Linked DNA regions of Capra hircus: region 1 is linked to region 2. A link is a contact called in public Hi-C data. All regions are on one chromosome and are shown on one strand. The core of a region is the stretch at or near the end of the contact, and the rest is flanking DNA. Distances in the headings are between cores, read along the strand shown.

Region 1 (3,834 bases), core at 545-3,044, 940 kb before region 2:
AGAAACAATGAGTTAACTGTTGAAGAGCAACTCAAAACATAAGTAAGAACTCAAGAGAGCAGCAAAGGTGTTACAGAGCACCTGCATCCATATCCCCCAGTTCTACAACTTACTATCTGCCTCATGTAGAGAGCCTCTGGAAATTTCCCCATCAATAAAAATAGGAATCATATTATCTATCTTAAAGGACTACTGTGAGCAATAAATAAGATAACAAGCTTACGGCATGTTTGTGAAGCCAGAATGCAAATGGGGAAGCCCATGAAAGATTAAGTACAATCCTAAAGGTCTAGGCAGCCATATTGCTTGAGTCTTACAGGGAACGCCTTAGCAGAGTCAGGGGAATCTGATCGTCATGTTACAGGTGGGATCTACAAACTGTGGGGAGAAAGGACTGCATTCCAGGTATTGCTCTCATAGATATTGCTCTAACTAAGAGGGGAGCATGGAGAGACAAAGAAATTAGTGCAAATCCCTGCAAAAGAAGGTGAGATGTGGGACAGAAAATGAGAAAAGGAAAGAAAGTAAAGGATCATTGGTGTTGGAGAAGACTCTGGAGAGTCCCTTGGACTGCAAAGAGATCCAACCAGTCCATCCTAAAGGAGATCAGTCCTGGGTGTTCATTGGAAGGACAGATGCTAAAGCTGAAACTCCAGTACTTTGGCCACCTCATGCAAAGAGTTGACTCACTGGAAAATACCCTGATGCTGGGAGGGATTAGGGGCAGGAGGAGAAGGGGACGATGGAGGATGAGATGGCTGGATGGCATCACTGACTCTATGGACATGAGTTTGGGTAAACTCCGGGAGTTGGTGATGGACAGGGAGGCCTGGCGTGCTGCTATTCATGGGGTGGCAAAAAGTCGGACATGACTGAGCGACTGAACAGAACTGAACTGATGAGTCAAATGGGTTTCCCTGCTAGCTTAGTGGTAAAGAATCTGCTTGCCAATGCAAGTGACACAGACTTGATCTCTGCGTCAGAAAGATCCACTGAAGAAGGAAATGGTGATCCACTCCAATATTCTTGCCTGGGAAAATCCCATGGACAGAGGAACCTGGTGGGTTGCAGTCCATGGCATTGCAGAGAGTCAGATATGTCTTCAGTTCAGTTCAGTTCAGTCACTCAGTTGTGTCCAACTCTTTGCAACCCCAAGAATTGCAGCACACCAGGCCTCCCTATCCATCACCAACTCCCGGAGTTCACCCAAACTCATGTCCATCGAGTCAGTGATGCCATCCAGCCATCTCATCCTCTGTTGTCCCCTGTTCCTCCTGCTCCCAATCCCTCCCAGTATCAGAGTTTTTTCCAATGACTCAACTCTTCGCACGAGGTGGCCAAAGTACTGGAGTTTCAGCTTTAGCATCATTCCCTCCAAAGAACACCCAGGGCTGATCTCCTTCAGAATGGACTGGTTGGATCTCCTTGCAGTCCAAGAGACTCTCAAGAGTCTTCTCCAACACCACAGTTCAAAAGCATCAATTCTTCGGCACTCAGCTTCCTTCACAGTCCAACTCTTGCATCCATACATGACCACTGGAAAAACCATAGCCTTGACTAGACGGACCTTTGTTGGCAAAGTAATGTCTCTGCTTTTCAACATGACTTAGTGACGGAATAACAACAACAAAGGGGCCAAATATAAAAGTTTAACATTGAGAAAGACCAAAATATTTGAGGAAAAAGAAAGAAAAAAGAAAATAAGAGCGAATTTCCTAGTACAATTTTCACTGTGGTCTCCTATACCCTGAGTAAACTGCCCTGCTCTGCCTTTTTGGTTTCTAATGATGCCAGCTTCTCCTCTGTCATACATTGCTGGCTATCTTTAGATGATGCCTGTGTTCACTTCTGCCTCAGAGTCCTACATTTGCCCTTCTCTTTGACTGGAGTGTTTTACCCTTGTTTTTCCTGTATCTAGCCCCTTCTCATTTTGGAGGTCTCAGCTCCATTGTCTCCAGGTCTGGTCTGCCCTAGAACACCTAGGGCACCCCCAGCCACACACCTAACCACTGCTATCCCCTTAACCTCTGCAGCCTGTGGAGACCTTTACTGCTGCTCATCTGTCACTTCCCCGCTCCCAGAATGTAAGCTCCATGAAGACAGTGATTTCCTGTTTTGCTTATGACCATATCCCTAGGACCTAGGAGATACACAATGAATATTTACTGAATGAATGACTAAATAAATAATACATTATCCATAACATAACTTTTCACCAACATGGAGCCACTCATAACTTAAGCAGCCAGAGGCCAATAAAATGAATGTAAAAAATTCTATGTCTATTAAAGTGATTACTAGGACCCTCTATTTAGCACTTTTGAGATTCTTTCTCTTCCCTCATCAGGTTTCTATGCCATTCCTTTCCTCTGGACCTTTGAGATTAAAGCCTGAAGTTATTTTTCGGTGTAATACTCACCCAGTGGCTCCAGGCTATTTTGGATACAGAGCCTCAAATATTCTAGTTCTGGAATCTGCAGGACTAACTTGTGACTCAGTGAGGAGCAGAGAGAGAGACAAAATGAGAAAATAGCAACCTAGAATGCACAAGAAAATGTAATGAATAGCTGTAGCATCTGCACGGAAATAAAGCTTCATGAAAACAGAGGTCCATGTGTTTAATGGAATCAATCCTAAATAAAGTGAAGAATGCAGATGTTGCTTGAAAATCTTGGAAGAGGGCCTATGTAGGTCAGGGAAACAACTTGCAAGAAGTTTGTAAACAGTTCTTAAAAGTGAACTAGATGTTTCCAAAGGACAGGGAAATTCTTTAGCTCTTTGCTCATTCTGACAAAGTTTCTCCTTTTTGATCAGTCATAGTTTTCCTAGGTTTTCATTTGAATACACATAAACAGGCCATGTATCTGGGTCAGCAAAATGGGTCACCATCCCCAGTGATTTCTTCAGTCCTCACATTTGGCAAAATCTCTGCATGGTATCAGTTACATCAAGAATAAGGCTGCAGTCCAGTGTTTAAGGCTTTGCCTTCCAGTTCAGGGATGTGGGTTCGATCCCTGGTTGGAGGGCTAGAATCCCACATGCCTTGCAGCCAAAAAACAAAAAACCCACGAAACAGAGGCAATATAATGGCAAATTCAACAAAGACGTAAAAACTGATCCATATCAAAAAAAATCTTCAAAAAATAAAAGAATACATCTACATCTCAACTTAAGGAGACAGGAAAGACATAATTGAGTCCCGATAATTCATTTTATGGATAAGATGTCTGAGGTTCAGATAAATGGATGCATAGTCAGTCTTATTATTCCTAATTGCCTTAACCTCTCAGATGATGGTCTTTTCAAATGAATTCCAAAATGATTCCTTGCTAAAAAAAGTGTTTTTCATAATCAACTATTTACAATCTACCAGGGAGAAGTTGCATATGGCTAGACTCAATTTCAAAAGAAAAGCTTACAAATGTGTGGGAAAGGATTTTGATGAGCAGCTAGCAATCTGCTGTAAGCAGTGTATGCAAGGTTGGGAAATCAGACCTAGATCTGCAGCTTAGTCTCCTCTTTTATTAGGCATATGCACATGGACAAGCACTTAAGAGCTCTCATTTTTAGCCTCCTTTGTTATTAATATCAATAGACTGTATCTCCAGGGTTGTTGTAAGGATTCAATGAGACAGCAGATTTAATATTGTTAGCCTTGTTGAGTAAGGAGAAAGCGCAAAGTAAATATTGATCATTATTAGCATCTCTTCCCATAGCCAGATCCCAGCTTAAATCCCAGCAGATAACGGATCCTGATAAATGTGTTGGAGCTGAACTGAGCTGAACCTCACAGTCATTCCCAAGGTGAGCCATACCCTTATAAGGAAGTACAAG
Region 2 (4,090 bases), core at 570-3,069:
CCCTCCCGCTCCCGGGCCCCTAGCGCCGCGCCCGTTCCCACTCGCGCGCCCTCGTCTCGCTGTTTCTCCTGCCGGCGCCGCCGCCCCTCCCAGCCTCCCTTCTCCGCCTCCCGCATCCCTACCCCCAGCGCAACCCCCTTCTTTCCTTTGCGGGCTTTCCTTCTCTCTCCGGCTGGGGTGGCGAGCTCAGCTTCGAGCCTTTAGCCCTTCTCCAACCCCCACCCCCCATCCCCGACCCTCATAAATAAAAGGAGAGTGTTAAATAATAACAGAGACGTCTCCCTTCAACACTCAATACGGCGACGTAACTGCGCCAGAGACCCTGCTACGATTCCGCGCCCGGAGCCGGGCGTCTTCTCCCTCACCCGCCGAGGGTAGCAGCTGTTCTCGAAAAGCCCGGTGCCTCGCTCCTGGCCGTCCTCCGCATCTCAGGGGGCGCAGGGACACCCGCGCGGGGACCCCGGAGGCGGCCGGGGAGCCAAGGCTAGGTGCAGAGATTTTGCCCTCATTCCCCCCCCCCCACCGCCGAGTCAATAATTCCAGGAGACTCGGACACATCTTTGCCCCAGCTTCCTTTTCCCGGTCCCCGCGCCTTCCCAACACCGAATCCTAACCTCTCTGTAGACCAAAATCTTTAATTTTACTATCCTTTAAAAAAAAGTCAAAGGCCAACTTCTAAAATAAGCCGGGAGCGTTGGAGACGCCGAGGGGATCGGCGGGCGGGACGCGCCGCAGTGTCTGTCTCCGGCTGTCAGAAATGCAGTAAGCCGAAATTTAAATACCCTTTTCCAGACAGGGAAAAGTCAGCGGCTGCGGAGCTCTCTTCGCTCATACATGCAATGTGTAATTCTTACTCCAAGGAGTTCAGGATGTGAAGGGTTTTCTGTCAACCGCGAAGCATACCCTTCTTCTCCCCGACAAAAGGCAAAAAAGCAATTAATGCAATAAAGCATGAATGTCCACCCGGCCGGGGTCAGCGTCCATCTAAGGCGAGCAAAAACCTCTAAAGGCTACTTTCAGAAAACGCACCCCCGGTTTCCCTCTGCCTTCCTCTCTCTTCCCATCTTGACAAGTCACTGTACCCCGACCCAGTTCTGGTTCCTCTCCTCTCCACCCCGACTAGCCACAACTACTCTGAGAAAAGTGTCAATAGCGCAGGAATGGGAGAAAAGACACTCGATTCGGGCGTTCTGCTCATCGCGGCGTTAAGGCGGTAGCAAAAATAAATGAAAAAGGCCAATAGGTCCGGGTGCTCACCCGTATTTCCACTATCCGAAGGAAATCTAGCGTCCAAAAAGCGGCGAGGAGCGCCTTTCAGAGGCGCGGGTCGTGGGCTGCGGCAGGGGAAAGTGTCTCCCCAAAAAGGCAGAAGAGCTTCTCTGCGTCCGGGGAGTCTTGGTGTCGCTCGGGTGTTGTAAGTTCCAGTGGGCAAAGTTTCGCGGGTGCGGCGCGGGTGGCGGACCGCTAGCAGGGGTCCGCGGGGAGGGTGGGGTGGGGGCCGGCCGGGCTGGAGGCGCAGAAGCCCCCCTTTGACTCCGGATCTCCCTTCCCCGGGCGCCCGGAGCGCGACTCCGCTCGCTAGGCTGGCTCGGCTCTTCCACCCTGGAGGGCCCGCCCGCTCGCTCCCTCTGCCTCTCGCTGGAATTACTACAGCGAGTCAGATAAAGCCCAGAAAAAACTGGCTTTTATACGAGAAGGTAAGGCCCCTCCTCTGTTCTTTTTCCCGCCAAGCCTCAGAGTAGCCCTGCCCTTCCAGGCAGTGGTGGAGCCAGGCGGCGGCCGCGGCGAGCCAGCCGCAGCGGTAGCCGCGAGATGCTCAGCCCGGGGGTCCTCCGCAGCCGAGACCCTCGCCTATAAAGGGCTGGTGGGCGGGGACTCACCAGAGAGGATCTTTGTCTCCCCCGCCCTCTGCTTTGGGAACCCGGGAGGGGCGCTGGTGGGGAGGGAGGCCGGGAGGGGAGGAGATTCAGCTCTTTGAGCCTGGCACTCCAGTGCGCCGAGCTCTCGGATGTAAACACGGTCAGAGCGCCGCATGAATTAACTGCGCGCGCCTACCATTTTCTTTTGCTCCCGCTCAAACCGTCTCTCTGCTGCTTGGTTCCTGTGGAGCAGCGCTGTGTTGGACAAACCGCATACTTGTCCTGTGTTCTTAAATCATCTGGGGCAGAACCGCTGATCCCTCGATGCTGAGAATACACCGTGTACCCGCGGCTGCGCCATGCACGTCCCGGGTGGACAGGCCGGGGAAGGGGCAGCCTTTGGAAAATAACTCCTACGAAGAGAGGAGGAAAGAAGGGGTATTGATGGGCGTGCGCTCGGAGTGTGTGTGTGCTGGGGGGTTAAGTGTCGATGGGATACATGATCAGAGGTATGGGGAAGAAAAATGGTGCCTGGAATTACTAAAATAATTCAGCAACGCGCTGCCACGTATACTTGGAGAGCGCGGTATGAATAAACACCCATTGCATTTGTTGGGGGTGTTACGCATTCTGGGTGTGCGCAGCTTTCTCGACTGTGCACCTTCCACCCACAATGAATCCCCCGATTGCTGCCAAAGTCGCAGAGGACCCCCACTCCTGGCTCTGCCCGCGCAAACCTACACGGATCTCCGTGGGGGCCAGCGTTCCTCCTGCCCCTCCCCCAACCCAGTATGCGCTAATCCCTGAGATCTTTCTGCGGGTTCCGGAGCTGGAATAAGGGAGGAGCGCGCCTGCGGGTGCGCGCCGCTGGGGACCACCCCCGTCCCTCTAAACCCCCATCCCACCCCCGCGCCTCTCTCGGAGTTCCCAATTCCGCAGCCAGGTTTCAGAAGAGAGACGAATCCTCTTTGCGCCCCGTGGCGCCGGTTTGCACCACTCTGGGGCTCCCAGGTTTGGGGAAAAATAGAAGGCGCTAGACGGGAGGATACAGCCCGGGGGAGGGGGGCGCGAGCTGCGGGACCAGACTCCCCAGAAGAGGGAAGGGGGCGAGCCGGCGGATCCTGCCTGGGGAGTCTGCAGAGTCCCCGGTGAGGAAAACCGTTAACTCTTTCCTGCTAGGACAAACCGAACGTTGACTTCCTTTCTGGGTCTGCTTTTCTCTTTATCATTGGGCTCGAAATCACACACACAAACACACACACACACACACACACACACACACAATGCATCCATTCTCATCTAAGGAGAGGAGCCAAGTATTACTTCCGTTTCTTGGGGTGGGGGGAAATGTGTGCTGGCAGTGTCTTGAGCCAATTAAAAATTGGCCGAATTTCAGGCATTGATTTCCTAGTTCACTGACTTAAATTTTTTTCTGAATACCATAGTGAAGTGTGTATGTATAATAGAATCCACGTACATCTGTATACTTTTCATGTTCACGTCAACCTAGAATTTTGCCCAACACGACACATGATTTGTTCACTCCCTCAATGAATCTATATTTAATATATAATGCATATCCCCTCGGGATTTACTAGTTTGCATTATACAGAGGCGATCTATCCCAGCCCCAGTGCCTCATCCAAGGGCTTATAACTTTTCCACGCCCCTTCCCCCTCCTTCCAAAAGTGAAAAAAATTTGGGACGGGGAGGGCTCGCCTATGTTATGCCTGTGTTTGAGATAAATTATTACCCGTTGAGTTTGCTGCTCGGCATTCGATTGTTAAAAGAGTAGTAACTTCCTCCAAATCAGGCACAAGGCACAAGCCGGTTTTAATGACTGCAAATTGCTCCAGCCTCCAGGTCTTTGCCGCAAACGCAAGTGACCAATCCCTAGCCAGGGTTTTGCCGCAAAGCGTCTTTCCCTGCCCCCTCCCAGAGCTGCACCCTCGCCCCAGGTTTCGAAAGTTAAAGTAAGTGTGCCCTCTACTGGCAGCCTAGGTCGCTGCGTCTGGATGCCAGCTGAGGGGCGGGCTGGTCGGGTGGGGGCAGGGGCGTCCGGGAGCACCGGGCTGAGGAAGGGGCGGTTCCTTAAAATGAGTTTCCACCCGCCGTTTTATGATTCCTTCAGGCCAACTGCAGAGAGGTGGAAAGAAAAGGAATCACCGGAGAGAAAAGTGGTTCAGAGGCGGCTGTCCAACTGCGTAAGAGGTGGTGAAAATGAACCCATA

The links. A called contact is a pair of places that touch in the nucleus more often than the background predicts.
Region 1: a Hi-C map of blood shows a contact between it and region 2, with 5 times the contacts expected there. The contact joins the enhancer-like site here to the promoter of MYC in region 2. A contact is called at or near these places in 2 of 5 Hi-C or Micro-C datasets (both in blood).

What each region holds. Positions count from the first base shown.
Region 1 is chr14:70,273,946-70,277,779 of ARS1.2, reverse strand. No RefSeq gene overlaps it. Among named protein-coding and RNA genes, the nearest start is that of GSDMC, 910 kb to the left of the region's middle. Within about 2 kb of position 1,794, at least 1 of the 5 cell types and tissues checked has an H3K27ac peak or open chromatin away from gene starts, as enhancers often do.
Region 2 is chr14:69,335,179-69,339,268 of ARS1.2, reverse strand. MYC (myc proto-oncogene protein) reads right to left here and starts at 1,819. Exons shown (of 3, transcript XM_018058563.1): 1 at 1,258-1,819.